Regions from separate parts of the Mus musculus genome. Here region 2 is linked to region 1. Evidence: chromatin contacts called from public Hi-C data. All regions are on one chromosome and are shown on one strand. Each heading gives the region's core, a stretch centred on a gene start, on an enhancer-like site or on the middle of the called end of the contact. The rest is flanking DNA. Distances are from core to core; before and after follow the strand shown.

Region 1 (7,022 bases), core at 2,976-5,475:
GGGTCGCATACCTTCTGTTTCTATGTTGTGGAATAGTTTGAGGAGAATTGGAATTAGGTTTTCTTTGAGGGTCTGATAGAACTCTGCACTAAACCCAACTGGTCCTGGGTTTTTTGGTTTGTTTGTTTGGTTGGTTGGTTGGTTGGTTGGTTGGTTGGTTGATTTATTGGTTGGGAGACTATTAATGACTGCTTCTATTTCTTTAGGGGATATGGGACTGTTTCAATCATTAATCTCATCCTGATTTAACTTTGCTACCTGGTATCTGTCTAGAAATTTGTCCATTTCATCCAGGTTTTCCAGTTTTGTTGAGTTTAGCCTTTTGTAGTAGGATCTGAAGATGTTTTGGATTTCCTCAGGTTCTGTTGTTATGTCTCCCTTTTCATTTCTGACTTTATTAATTAGGATGCTTTCCCTGTGCCCTCTAGTTAGTCTGGCTAAGGGTCTATCTATCTTGTTGATTTTCTCAAAGAATCAGCTCCTGGTTTGGTTGATTCTTTGAATAGTTCTTTTTGTTTCCCCTTGGTTGATTTTAGCCCTGAGTTTGGTTATTTCCTGCTGTCTACTCCTCTTGGGTGAATTTGCTTCCTTTTGTTCTAAAGCTTTTAGGTGTACTGTCAAGCTGCTAGTGTATGCGCTCTCTAGTTTTTTGTTTTTGTTTTTGTTTTGTTTTTTTGTTTTTTTGTTTTTGGAGGCACCTAGAGCTATGAGTTTCCCTCTTAGGACTGCTTTCATTGTGTCCCATAAGGTTGGATATTTGGTGGCTTCATTTTCATTAAACTCTAAAAAGTCTTTAATTTCTTTATTTCTTCCTTGACTGAGTTATCATTGAGTAGAGTGTTCTTCAGCTTCCACATGAATGTTTGTTTTCTATTATTTATGTTGTTATTGAAGATCAGCCTTAGTCCGTAGTGATCTGATAGGATGCATGGGATAATTTCAATATTTTTGTATCTGTTGAGGCCTGTTTTGGGACCAATTATATGGTCAATTTTGGAGAAGGTACCATGAGGTGCTGAGAAGAAGGTATATCCTTTTGCTTTAGAATAAAATGTTCTATAGATATCTGTTAAATCCATTTGGTTCATAACTTCTGTTAGTTTCACTGTGTCTCTGTTTAGTTACTGTTTCCATGATCTGTCCATTGATGAGAGTCAGGTGTTGAAGTCTCCCACTATTATTGTGTGAGGTGCAACGTGTGCTTTGAGCTTTACTATAGTTTCTTTAATGAATGTGGCTGCCCTTGCGTTTGGAGCATAGATATTCAGAATTGAGAGTTCCTCTTGGAATATTTTACCTTTGATGAGTATGAAGTGTCCCTCCTTGTCTTTTTTGATAACTTTGGGTTGGAAGTCGATTTCATTAGATATTAGAATGGCTACTCCAGCTTGTTTCTTCAGACCATTTGCTTGGAAAATTGTTTTCCAGCCTTTTACTCTGAGGTAGTGTCTGTCTTTCTCCCTGAGGTGTGTTTCCTGTAAGCAGCAAAATATTGGGTCCTGTTTATGTAGGCAGTCTGTTAGGATATGTCTTTTGATTGAGTCCATTGATATTAAGAGATATTAAGGAAAAGCAATTGTTGCTTCCTGTTATTTTTGTTGTTAAAGTTGGGATTCTGTTCTTGCAGCTGTCTTCTTTTAGGTGTGTTGAAGGATTACTTTCTTGCTTTTTCTAGGGCGTAGTTTCCATCCTTGTGTTGGTGTTTTCCCTTTATTATCCTTTGAAGGGCTGGATTCGTGGAAAGATATTGTGTGAATTTGGTTTTGTCATGGAATACTTTAGTTTCTCCATCTATGGTAATTGAGAATTTTTCTTTAAGGGATTTTTGTGCTTCCTTTTTAAGGACTCCTACCTGTTTAGCAGTGTTCTCCTGTGTTTCTTTAAGTGACTTATTAATGTCCTTTTTTTTTTTTTTTTTTTGGTTTTTGAGACAGGTGTCCTGGAACTTACTTTGTAAACCAGGCTGGCCTCAAACTCAGAAATCCACCTGCCTCTGCCTCCCAAGTGCTGGGATTAAAGGTATGTGCCACCCTTTTCTGGCTTAAAGGGTTTCCATTTTATGTACATAGGTTTTGGCCTGCATATATGCATGTATAGTTATTTAATTCTCACAATAATCCTACAAGATTGAAGCTGTCGCTGTCATAAGTGAGGCATAGCTACAGGACAGAATCTAAATCATGCTGCTATTGAACAGAAAGGCTGGATGGCCCTTCCAGAGATGTGGTTTGAAGATCTATACTGTGTGTGAAGTATCCTGGTTTTCAGGATCAGCAAACAATTCAGAGAAATGTATTCAGGTTTTTTAAAGACAAACCTCTGACTCTTGCGTCTGGATGAGACCACATTGTTTACAGTTGCACAACAGCTTTCCATTTAGGTCTGCTCCTATCTTAGAACACTGTGTGGAGGCATGAGAGCGCCTTCAGACATGTCTGACCCACACAATAGCCAGAGCAGGGAAGGAAGGAGCAGAATTATCTCTAAACCCAGGGTAGGGTCCACCACATACTTCCCTTCACAGAGGCCAAGAGATTACTGAGGCCAAGGTGGGTGAGGTGGCTAAGGAGAACCTTGTTTCCCTTGGTTTGAGTTGGTTGGATCACACTCCACAGGTGATCCTTTTAAAAATTAGCCGGCTCCGTTACTAATCCCTGGGTAGTCTTGGCATGTCATGACTTAAAAGCAACTCTTCCCAGTTAGGCATTCTCCCTTTTCTCCAAGTCATTGCTCTGAGACATGTCCCAGAAACGAAATAGACCCAGCAGTCCTATTAAGGCCATCTGCAGAGGCATCGAGCAGAGCAGCCGGTGAGGGGAGTTATCCTGTGGCTCCTTCACCCCTCACTAATGGTCTGTGGAGGAAGAACATCTCTACTCAAGCAGTGCGGCCACATTTTGTTTGCTTTGTCATTCCTAGCCCTGATGGCCAAAGTTTTTGCTAGGTCAGAGGCAAGTTCTTTACACATCAAACAAAAACTATTTTCTGGATTTTCCCATGAGTTCCCCTGCCCTTTTCCTCATGTACCATCTTCATAAACCTGAGTATACACAAGCAGCCATCCACTAGATGTCTGAAACACTCAAAGGGGCCCAGCTGAAGGCAGAGAGAGTGGGGGAGAGAGGAAGAGGAGCAGGAGGAGGAAGAGGAAGAGGAGAGGAAGAGAGAATAATGAAACTTGTTGTTTTATACAACTAATAGATGATTAAATACAAATGCCTGCCATTCACAACTAGACAGTGTTGAATGGTACCCAGCTTTGAGGTGAGGGACAGGAAGCCAGCAGCAGAAGGAGTGAGTGGGGGTATGCAGACCCAAAAGCATCTATGTGGGTCTGGAGTTGGAGTCAGAATGGCAGGATGGGTCCAACATGACCTCCGAAAAGGAGGACTCCTAGGGTTCCTGAAGCGGGTTAAGTCTGAGACGCTGACTGAGAACTGTCTGTGGCTGGAAGTAGGGATGTAGGCCAGGAATAGACAGGTTCCCTAGAAGGAAACTGAACTATTACCATAAAAATTTTAAAGTGCCACAAGAGCCTCAGGAGGGAACTAATCCTGTGAAGAAGCTGCTGGAGTCAGCGGAGGGAGCACTGAGACCCAAGGATGTGTCAGCTGAGGAGAACCCTCATCTGCCCTGTAACCCACAGAAGAACCCGGCTAACTCTCAGGATATGGCGATCTTTGTAGGGCTGTGCTGTGTCCCATAGCAGCTTTCACAAGAACATTCCTTTGTTGATCACAGGACTACTAATATCTACACAGAAACTCTCAAGGCCTCCACATCTCCAGAGGACCTCAGAGTCTGACTGTAGAAACAATTTTGCCAGGCCTTCTTACCAAGCTTGGTTTTACATCTGTCCAGAGTGTGGCAGTTTCAGACTTCCCTGCCTGTTTGATGCACATAGTAGGTGCTTTGAAATGTTTAAAGTGTTATGCAAAGTGAAAGAAGACAGGCACAAAAGGTTACGCAGAGCATTTCACTTATCGAAGGTTTCCAGCAGAGGCAAAATCACCAAACAGTCTACAAGGCTGTTTGACTGATTAGTGTCAATGGTTATGGAGAGGTCATTAGTGCCTTCAAATCACAATCCATCAGTGAGTTAATCCATTGCTTAGCTGGGAATCTTCACGAGCTGGTCTCATCCACAAAGCCTCAGCGCTGATCTTGGTATGGGACTACACCTGCAAGGAATGGACCTTGGTTGCAGGGGGTGGGGAGGTGGGGCTTCATATGCAAATCACAACAGCAGCAGACAGAGTGGGGCCTGGGGAAACTGCAGGGAAAGTATGCTTTGGCCTGTGTTCTGGGCTCAATAACAACAGGAACTAGAGAGAGGGGCACCCAAAGGAGCGCTTCAGGAAGAAGCCTCTTGAAAAACGGGTGATCATTCAAGGGGGTGGGGGGGGCAGAGGAGGAAGCTATGGGGTATTTCCCCTCAAGTCCACCAGAAGAGGGGAGGTGGGGCAGGTGGGAGAGAACCAGAAAGAGGAAGCCAGACGGCATGGCTAATGTAAATGCTATCTTTCAACAAGGTTGAATTCAGCCAGGCTTGAGCCCATAACTTCCCCCTCTTCAGCTTGGCTTTCTTTGGTCTCTGTTTTTCCCTTTAAAGAAAAGAAAATGATAAAACCAGAAAAGAGTCAGGGCTTCTTTTCTTTAAACTGATATCCTTATCTCATCCCCCTGCCCAACGCACACAATTCCTATCAATTACTCATTGAAGGGGCTGAAGACAGCTCAGTAGTTAAGAGCAGAGGATCTAGGTTTAATTTCCAGCACACATATAGCAACTTACAACCATCTATAACTCCATTTGCAGGGTATCTGGCATCCTCTTCTGGTCTCCATAGGGACCATGCATGCAAGTGGTGCACAGACATACATGTAGGCAAAATACCTATAACCATAAAATAAATTTTAAAAAAATAATAAAATGTGTTTTTACATTTTTAATAACTTGTCTGGTAGGTTTCATTTGGGACATAGCCTCGCGCTATAGCCCAGGATGGCCTAGAATTTACTGTGTCACCTAGCCTGGTCTCAGATTCATGACAATCCTCCTGCCTCATCCTCTCAAGCACTGGGATTATAAGCATTAGCTACTACCCCTGGCTTAATACATATATTTAAAGGGCCTCTTAGAAGGCTGCACTTAGAGGGAAAACACTGTATAACCTTTTCCTGACAGTTTTAGTTAGCCTTTTTAGCATCTGCGGGAATATGACTGCAGTGATATGTCATGATGAAAATACCCCTTGCATTCAAAGAGACTGGAACTTGTGCTGGACCACACAGCAAGAGTTAGTAATACACCTTGAGGTCACATGAGACGGAAGACTGTTATCGTACGGTGGGTGCGCTCAGCCTGCTTTGTTTAACCTTTAAGAGAACAATGGAACAACCTTACTCACCTTGGATTTCCCTTGTAAACAACTTTTACCATCCACATTAATGCATAGCTGTAATCTTAAATTACAGAACTCTTCCGTGCCCCTGACCCAGAACAATCCATGTGCGGCCCAGTAGTTGCTTACTGAAGACAACAGAAATAGAGGTTAAAAACGACCTTATTAAATGGTTAGACATCGTAAGCACTTTCCAGGAACCTTCCCAGGCCTGGAATGGCCTTGAAGCGGGACACAGCATTGGACATTGCTTTAAAGGCTGCTGGTCTCCACACGTAGTTTTAAAGACTGATGGTCTCTGGTCCTCTAGCTCTCTAACTATACTGATTGCTTGCTGATAACTTCTTAAAGATTCTAAAAACTTCCTTACTTATTCTATGGTTAAAAAAACCACTGACTTCTCTTTAACTCTGTGCTTTATTAAACATTATAACTCTCTGTGTTTATATAACTCTTTATGCTTAAAAAGTGCTAGGGAAACTTAACTCTTACTGTTCCGTGCTTAAACGCTAAAAATTTAACTCTGTATTACTTGTGCTTTAATAAGCTCTAATATCTGGCAATTAACACACAGTGTTTAGCAGCAGGGAATTAATTAAGTGAAAGGGTTTATTGCTAGTGCTCCTTTCTCTGGCCAGGCAAACCTACTGCCTTTTAGTTACATGATTTTTATCACATGAAACTGCTTCTAGAATGATCAGAAGGAAAAGGACAAAAATCCTGTTTCAGTTCTGTTTGTCTCCTTGAAAAGAACATTTCTGGGAGCCTAGAGATTGGGGCTCCCAGGGTCAGCAGGGGATCCTTAGAAGTGCTAAAGTAGAGACTCTGGACACTCTAACACTGAACCAGCAGACTGACTCTGAACTCCAGCTGTATTTAAAGTGTATGTCTGTGTGTGTATATGTCTGTCTCTCTCTGTGTGTGTGTGTGTGTGTGTGTGTGTGTCTGTGTGTTTGTGTGTGTGTCTGTGTGTGTGTGTGTGTATATGTCTGTGTTTGTGTGTGTGTGCGCGCGCAAGCATGTGCGCATGTATGTAAAAGGAGGGGCAGAGATCCTGTAGATCTTGTAAGAGTTTTCAGTAAGCAAATAAAATAATTGCTAAATCTGAATGATCATCTGATTGCCTCCATTTTCTTTTTGCTTTGGGAAAGGGAGCCCTTTACATCTCTGTCTGAAGTGCTGTGTGCCCATTTTGGATGCAGAAGAGGCTGAGTGGATTTCAGGAGGGATACACTGAACAGAGTTCAGTCAGAGTTCTGTCAACAAGGAATAAGAAAGGATGAATTTCTCTCTGCAGCCTCACAGTCACAAAAGAACATCCAGAAGAAAAGCCTTAAAAATTCAGGGGGTGTGTCAGGGTATTCAGCCAGAGCACAGAATGCCACAGCTGTAAGGAGAAACCCCGCTGAGTGGTGAGGGTGGAGAGATATTCTCCAGGGCTGCAGACAGGCCAGATGATCTGCATGTGTGAGGCTTGTGAAGTGCTCCTCTGGCAATGCACTCCTCCTATCCACCAGAGGGGGAGCCAGCTAGCATAGTGGGTTATAGCACAGCCTTCAAAGCACAGAAATCAGGGGCAAGAACGAACTCTAAGCAGGGGATCCTTAGAAGTGCCAA
Region 2 (7,022 bases), core at 1,788-4,287, 38 kb after region 1:
ACAGCTTCCACATTTAAGTCTCTGTTGGCCAAACATAGTTTCCTCAGAATAGTTATGCAAGCAGGATTGCTCTCCACAACTGCCACAGACTTACTCAGTGTGACTGTAGCTGTTTCTCTAGGGACATAATTATGTGTCCCCCAAATACCCAGGACTGATGGTCACATCTGAAGGATCGATAGAGGGAGAGAGAGGAGAGGAGGGTTTTCAGAAAAGCATGGGATCATCCCCAGGGCTTCCAGCCTGCATGATACAGGCCTTGCCCATGACAACAAAGTGAAACTAAGTATTGCTGTGAGTATAAAGAGCATAGCAGAAGCAGAGAGAGCTTGTAGCACGTTATTAGGTAATAAACATAGAAACCACCAATATTGTCACAGATCCCTGTCAAGTGGGAAGGGGTCTCCATAGGCCTTGCCACAGTAGAGTCCCATCAGTGAATCTGTTTCCCTGCAGATACTGCCATGGCCACCGCCAACTCTCTCAAAGCTAGGAGCGCAGATGCCTGGAAGACAAAACATGGGACATTCCGTGGCAGGGGAAAGGGACATCAGGGAGTCTCTGGCTCCTCGAGAACTGGAACTTATGAAATAGGAATCCCGAGGAGCTCCCCACAGGGCTTAGCCACCCAAGTGAGCAGAGTCATGTTCAGGAGCAAAGGAGGGCTCAGGAGCAAGGAAAGACATCAGTGTCCCAACAGTGGCAAAGCCCACGTAGAGAGAGGAACCTGGAGCTTAGGAAGGAGCTAATCAGTGCTCCAAGCCTGTAGAAAGGGCAAAGTCTCTGCTTGGAAGGTGCTCGGTGGATCGACCCCAGATGACTTTCCATGTATGCTCCCTGCTGCTGCTGAGAGCCCTCACTGTCATAGTCCTCCACCCTAGCCCAATGCTCACGCCAGTCTGGTCCCCATCCTAGCTCTGTGCCCACCCCAGCGCCATCATAGCTGCCAATTCTCGTGTCCCATGGTCGGAGTTCTGAGTAACTCCGTTGCGTCCCTTCTTTGATCTTTGAGACTCTTTACCTCACAGATTTCATCCTTTTTTTAATTCCTGGACCATCTCTAGGCTGCCTGAAATGCTTTTTAAGGAGCAGGATAGATTAATACATAATGGCTAGTCGGATTTGCCCCACTACTAGCTGAGTAACCTCGGTGCTCAGTTAATAGGGCCCTATGCTTCTCTCCGGGATGCCGCCGCCTTTCCTGCCTAGATTTTGTCTCAGGATCCAGATCTATGCTGTGGAGATAGGGGAGTGAAGTGAGTCCACAGGCTGTCTAAAAAGAATCCAGAAAGAAAGAATCCTGACACAGACCCCAGTGTGGATAGCTCTGGTGTAATGTTAAGGTCTAGAATTCTGTATCTGAGTCCAGTTCCTTTTCCTGGGAGCCAGGGAAAGGGCAGTCAGTCTTTGGTGGATTATGAGTAACCAGCTGCTCTTGAATACAGGATTAAAAGCTGTAACCATAATATCCACAAGGAAGCTAGAACTAAGTGTGAAGGTCATCAGATTGGGGCAAAGCCAACGAAAACCTTCGAATGAATGAGGCTAAGTTGCTAATCTTTCCATGGGTAATAAGGGGGAAGGGGCATGCATTGGCACAAGAGCCTACTCATGGCTGCTACTGTGGGAGGCATAAAGCAATAAAAAGTAGCCCCAAATTTCCAACTCCCTCCATTGCTTTTGGGTTCCAGAGGCTTCAAAAGGCCTAGCCCATTAGCCACTGAGGTTAGATAGATTTTTACCCTCCTGTGAGTCCTGCAGATATGTTTTCTCTGAGGCTGTACAACTCCCCTTAGCTTTGGCCAAACTCTGTGTGACCCTGAGCTTAACCTTTTGCAGGTGGCTCTCTCACAGGGTGGAAATATTTGCTGTTAATCATGACAATGGCTTCCATTTATCACACAAGGCTCCACTGCCAGGTTTAATGCTGAGAATTCAACCTGTGTTTTCATCTAAGTCTTTCAACACCTATGTGACATAGACTCTAGTATATATTTATTTTTAAATCTGATCAGGAAGCTGAGCCTTAGATGTATAAAGCTGTTTATCTGAGGCCTCATGGCTAATACTCCAGAACTCAGGATTTGAGCTGAGATGTCCGACTCCAGTCTCAGTGTCTCAGCTAACCCTTGGTCAGAGTTCTTTGAGGGGAACATATGGGCAGATTGGTTGGCAAAGGATTGCCAAGTGTGTTTAAGAACGTATATGAAAGATTCTTGATGTTAGGGAAAGAATTAATGTTAAAAGTTTGATATATATTCCTGATAAAATTAAATCAGTGAGATGAAAAGACAATACACACACACACACACCAAAAAAAAAAAAAAAAAAAAAAAAAAAAAAAAAAAAAGCAATGGAAATACTAACGAGAGAAAAAGTTTATCAACCTAGTAAGAAAACAAATACAGCCTAGTGCGTGTGAGGGAGAATGAGAAAAAAGCAGTCCGTAAGCCGAAAGCAGCCCTGGGGTGTAATGGAATCTGAGCCCCGACCTTGGACTTCGGGACTGTGAGAAACAAATGTCCATGGTTTATAAGCCCGCAGTCTATTATAGTTTGTTAATGTAGCCCAAATAAACTAAGATTTTTTAAATTACCTACAAGGAAGATGAAAACCTTGTGCAATATAGAAACGTAATCATTGTGAGAATGTACACAGAAAGAAAATTACAACTGTGCACTGCTGTGTGCTCATCAGATTGTAGAAGATAAAGTGGCGACAGGGAGCGTCTAGGGCGTAGTTGATTTAATGCACTCCTAATTTGTTGTTTTTGTGTTCCTGGGATGAACCTTTTAATTTTGCACTCAACATGTGTTAAGCTTAACGAGATATCTGATCAAAAAGTAATAAACATTTTCATGCTAATTGCCAAGGCAAGGTCAATTACAGGTTGCCTGGGCCGCTGGGGATTTCGGAGATGTCGCACAACTCAGGGGTTGTGCGCGTGGGTCCCCCGCGGTTGGCGTGGCCTGGGCCGTGAGGTGGCGCGCGAGTGAGGACCACAACTCCCAGGCGCCCGCGCGCCACCTCACCGGGCCACGTGACTCGCGTGGCCAGGGCGCGGTAGCAGCCGCAATCCTAGTCGAGTCCCAAGTAGAGTCCTGAGTAGAGTCCCGGGCTGAGTCCCGAGCAGCGAGCGGACAGACGCGACCCGGGCGGCCGTCTAGTGTGCTCACCATGCCGGTGAGTCTGCGCTGTGCAGCGGAGGGGACGAAGGTGGACGGGCTGGGCGGTACCCTGGAGATCCTCGCAGCTCTCGACCCCGGGGTGGGGTGGGGGGGAATGTGTCATCGCCGCTGTCACAGCAGGAGTAGGGCTGGGGAGCGCGGCAGGAAAAGCTAGCTGTGGCTCTGGAAGTTTGTCCCTCTCTGTTAGGTAGGAGTCAGTCACTACAGCCAGGCCAGCCCCAGCTGGGACGCTGCAGGTGGGTTGGAGAGCAAGGACAGCTGTCCGCGGTCCCTTCCCGGGCTCTAACCAGATTTAGGGCATTCCGGAAAGGTTTCCTCCAAGGGTGGTCCCGCAGGGTTCAGCCCCTGAGTACACTCCCCCCGCCCACCCCCACCCCCACCCCCACCCCCGGCTCGGCCTGTCCTGGGCAGGTTCCTGGAACTGTTTCTTTAACATGGACCCAGTTACTCCCCCACCTCCCAATCTTTCCTATGAATCCGAAAGTAGGGCTTTCAACAGACGTGTTTTCCTGGTGAGGTTCCTCTTAGACAGAGAATGACAGCTTGCAAGACTCTGCTCTCTGAGGAAATCCTCTGTTTCTTCATGTCACAAAGGTGTCTGAATGTACGACAGGAAGTCTAGCCAGGCTGTTTGGTGGAGAGGCGTCCCACCTCCTGCAGATCCATTAGTACAGGAAATGGATGGGAAACCCTTAACAAAGGTCTCCAGGCAGTCAGCAGCACCACACAGGCCTCCATCCTTTTCTGGTGTCTGGTTAAAAACGAAGGCACTTTTCTTTAAATTTAACCACAAATAAAAGGAAAACAAAAAACAAAAAAAAAATCAAGTCTTGAGAATGGTTCTTTTCTTGGCTACGGTCCCTCCTCTGTGAGGTGCCGCCCTGCATAAAGCCTCGATAAACTGCCATAGAGGCAGATTTATCTCCAGTGGGAACTCGATAGGGTTCTGCCCTTGCATACCTCACCGCAGAACCTGCCAACTGAAAGCTGCGGTCCCTTTTCCTAAGTCTGGGTGTGCTGATTTCAAATCCTTTTCTTTAGCCAAAATACAGAAGTGAGGAAGGGCAGGGGGAACAGGAGTTTTGAACTCGGTAGGAAGTGGAATGAATCATTCCTTATGAGTGAGGACACCCTGCAGTCTGTCCTGACAGCTGCCTCCTGTTCCTGCTTCCCAACTCTCCCAGGCAGCTGCCTCTCCTCCCACAGGTGGCATTGTCTCCAGGACATCACTGGGCCTCCCTGCTCCTCCCTGCTTCTGTCCCCTCCTGTCCCCTCCTGTTTCCATCTCCCTTGCTAAGTGGTTCAGATGCCCCCAGCCTTCTCTCCTTGGTCTCAGCCTGCACATTTCTAGCATAAGAAAAGGAGAGATTGCTTGAGAGAGGTGTCTAGGTTTTCCTGTAGATGCAAAGGGTGTTGGCTTTTTTGTTTTTGTTTTGTTTTGTTTTGTTTCTTCTGAGGTAGTTGGCCTGGGTCCAAAGAATGATAGAATAAAATGAGTTGTGGAAACTCCCAGTTGACCAGATGAGCTACCAAAGACATTCCATTCATGCATGCCAACTGCTTTACCAGCCAGACTGGGTGAAGGCGTGCTGAGCACAACCTCCACCTGGCAGAGATGGTGCGGGAGGTCTCTCCTGCAGGCCTATGAAGGCACCTGTGGTATACATGGAGTTATGCCTGTTTGCTTCACAATATTGTTCTTTTGTGAGCATTTTCCCCAGGCCATTAACTATTCATGTGGAATTCTAACGAGGAGCCTCAGGATGGTGGAACTCAAAATTATTTTCCTATTTGGTACTATTTTAGCTATTTATATCTGCCAAGTGCTGCTTTCATATTAGGAAGATAAAGTACTCACTCACTAGTCATCATGATTCTGAAGTGACTACTCGTATCTCCAGATAGAGGCTCTTACGTAATTTACAGGGCCAGTACCTACCTGTACCTAGTAGACAGGGGATGGGGTGATTCAGACCGCTTCTCTAGGCATGCCCCTACAGACACCTGCCCCAGAAATACCCAGAGTGCTTATGGCGCATGCTACCATTTGAAGCTAAGAATGTCAGCTGGAAAGTTGTAGGACTCTAAGTGCATGGGCCTACAAACAAAAGCTCAGTTAAGTACCTGGCAATAGCGAAGGTGGGATGGGAACTAAACATGGTGCAAGCCTGTGCAGGGCCTCGGAAGACAGAGGGCTGTGCGGTGGTGCTATTCAATCAGATCTCTGCAGATCTAGGGTCTTCAGGGGGGTTAGCTCTAGTGTAGGCACAGCAGTGTTGCTGATGCAAGTCAGAACTAAAAGGCCTATGTGCCAAGTACAACAGCCATCCCAACATTCCAGTTCCACAGGGGTCAAGCCTAAACATGGGGAATAGAACACACACAGTTGAGACATCCCTCTCTACTCACAAGTAGAGACATAGTTTTTTTTTGGGGGGGGGAGGGGTTGTTGTTTGTTTTTTGTTTTGTTTTGTTTTTTGTTTTGTTTTTTGTCTTCTCTTGTTTGTCATTGTGCCTCAGTGTCGGAGTGAAGCTCACAATGGGAGCCTCTCTGCATCAAGTTCACAGGGATCTGAGAAAGTAAAGCCAGACCAAGGGAACGTCTTCCTGGGGGTCAGTCTCCATTTTACAGGTGGGGAGGCTGAGCTCCAACAGGAGCTTGCTGTGTGGCTCTTCCTATGAGAAGAGGAAGGCAGAGACGGGATGTACAGATTCAGAATCTGTGTTCTGTCCACTTGGCTTTGCTCCTCTGTTCAAACTGTACCACGCACAGTGAGCATCGGAACCCTTTCCTCAAATGGGTCATCGCAAGACCATTTGGCTCTTCTCCTGGGTTCTGATTGACAGGTCTAAGTAGGCCCAGGCACATGTATTTTTAGTAAAGCCCTGGGGTCTTAAGGGAACGTGATGTCCTTCACTAAGCTGCTTGGGCAGCGTGGAGCTTGTTGGCAGTCTCCACACTCAGTGGCTCACCTGTAATTCGCTCTGTGTATGTAGAACCAGGCCTGTGCACACCTGTGTTTTGTTGTTTTGTTTTTTGTCTTCTCTTGTTCTTCATTGTGCCTCAGCATCTTACTTCCTAACCTCTTTCCACCCGCTTTGCATCCTGTTTTTCAGCTGTAGCCTTGACCACTGGCTTTCCTTCCCTGTCCTCGGATACCACAGTCCTGTTTGCTTCCTTTCTCTATCCCTTGAGAGCCCCAAGCATCACTGTGGGGAGTGCATGGGGATCTTTCCACCTGTGGTTTCCTCCTATCACAGCTTCTCCCAGCATGGCCTTGTCTCTTCTATTTTCACATCTTTTGGAAATATTAAAGCTAACAGTCAGGGACTCAGTTGGCTGAGTGCTTGCTTAGCACACACACACAGCCATAGATCTAATCCCCAGTACCACAGAAACTAAGTGTGGTGCATTTTTCTGACCCCAGCACTCGGACGCCATCCTCTGAGGGTCAGAAGTTCAGAACTGTTCTCAAGTCAAGGCCATCCTGGGCAACACAAGACCTTGACTAAAACACAACAAAACAGACCAGATAAATGGCTCAGCAGTTAATGCTATGTACTGTTCTTGCAGAGGACTGGTTCCCAGAACCTATGCCACCCTGGGGCAGTTCACAACTGGCTGTAACTCTGGATCCCAGAGGATGTGGCATCCTCTTCTGGCCTCAGTGGGCACTGCACTCACAAACAAAACACACACAGAGACACACACTTATACACATAATTAAAATAAAAATATTTTTGCCAGATTAGGTAGTACATTCCTTTAATCACAGCACTTGGGAGGCAGAAGCAGGTGGATCTGGTGTACATAGCAAGTTCCAATACATATTA

The links. Hi-C and Micro-C count contacts between places; a contact is called where the count stands out from the background.
Region 2: a contact with region 1 is called in a Hi-C map of embryonic stem cells, with 1.7 times the contacts expected there. The contact joins the promoter of Slc31a2 here to the enhancer-like site in region 1. A contact is called at or near these places in 1 of 484 Hi-C or Micro-C datasets (embryonic stem cells), 4 of 115 datasets of contacts at active chromatin or transcription factors (all in embryonic stem cells) and 2 of 9 other capture datasets (adipose tissue and liver).

The regions. Positions count from the first base shown.
Region 1 is chr4:62,244,181-62,251,202 of GRCm38.p6, forward strand. No RefSeq gene overlaps it. Among named protein-coding and RNA genes, the nearest start is that of Gm23148, 17 kb to the right of the region's middle. Within about 2 kb of position 4,226, at least 16 of the 459 cell types and tissues checked have an H3K27ac peak or open chromatin away from gene starts, as enhancers often do. A contact at or near this core is called in embryonic stem cells, where this site is marked.
Region 2 is chr4:62,283,392-62,290,413 of GRCm38.p6, forward strand. Slc31a2 (solute carrier family 31, member 2) reads left to right here and starts at 3,038. Exons shown (of 4, transcript NM_025286.3): 1 at 3,038-3,183. The coding sequence starts at 3,178.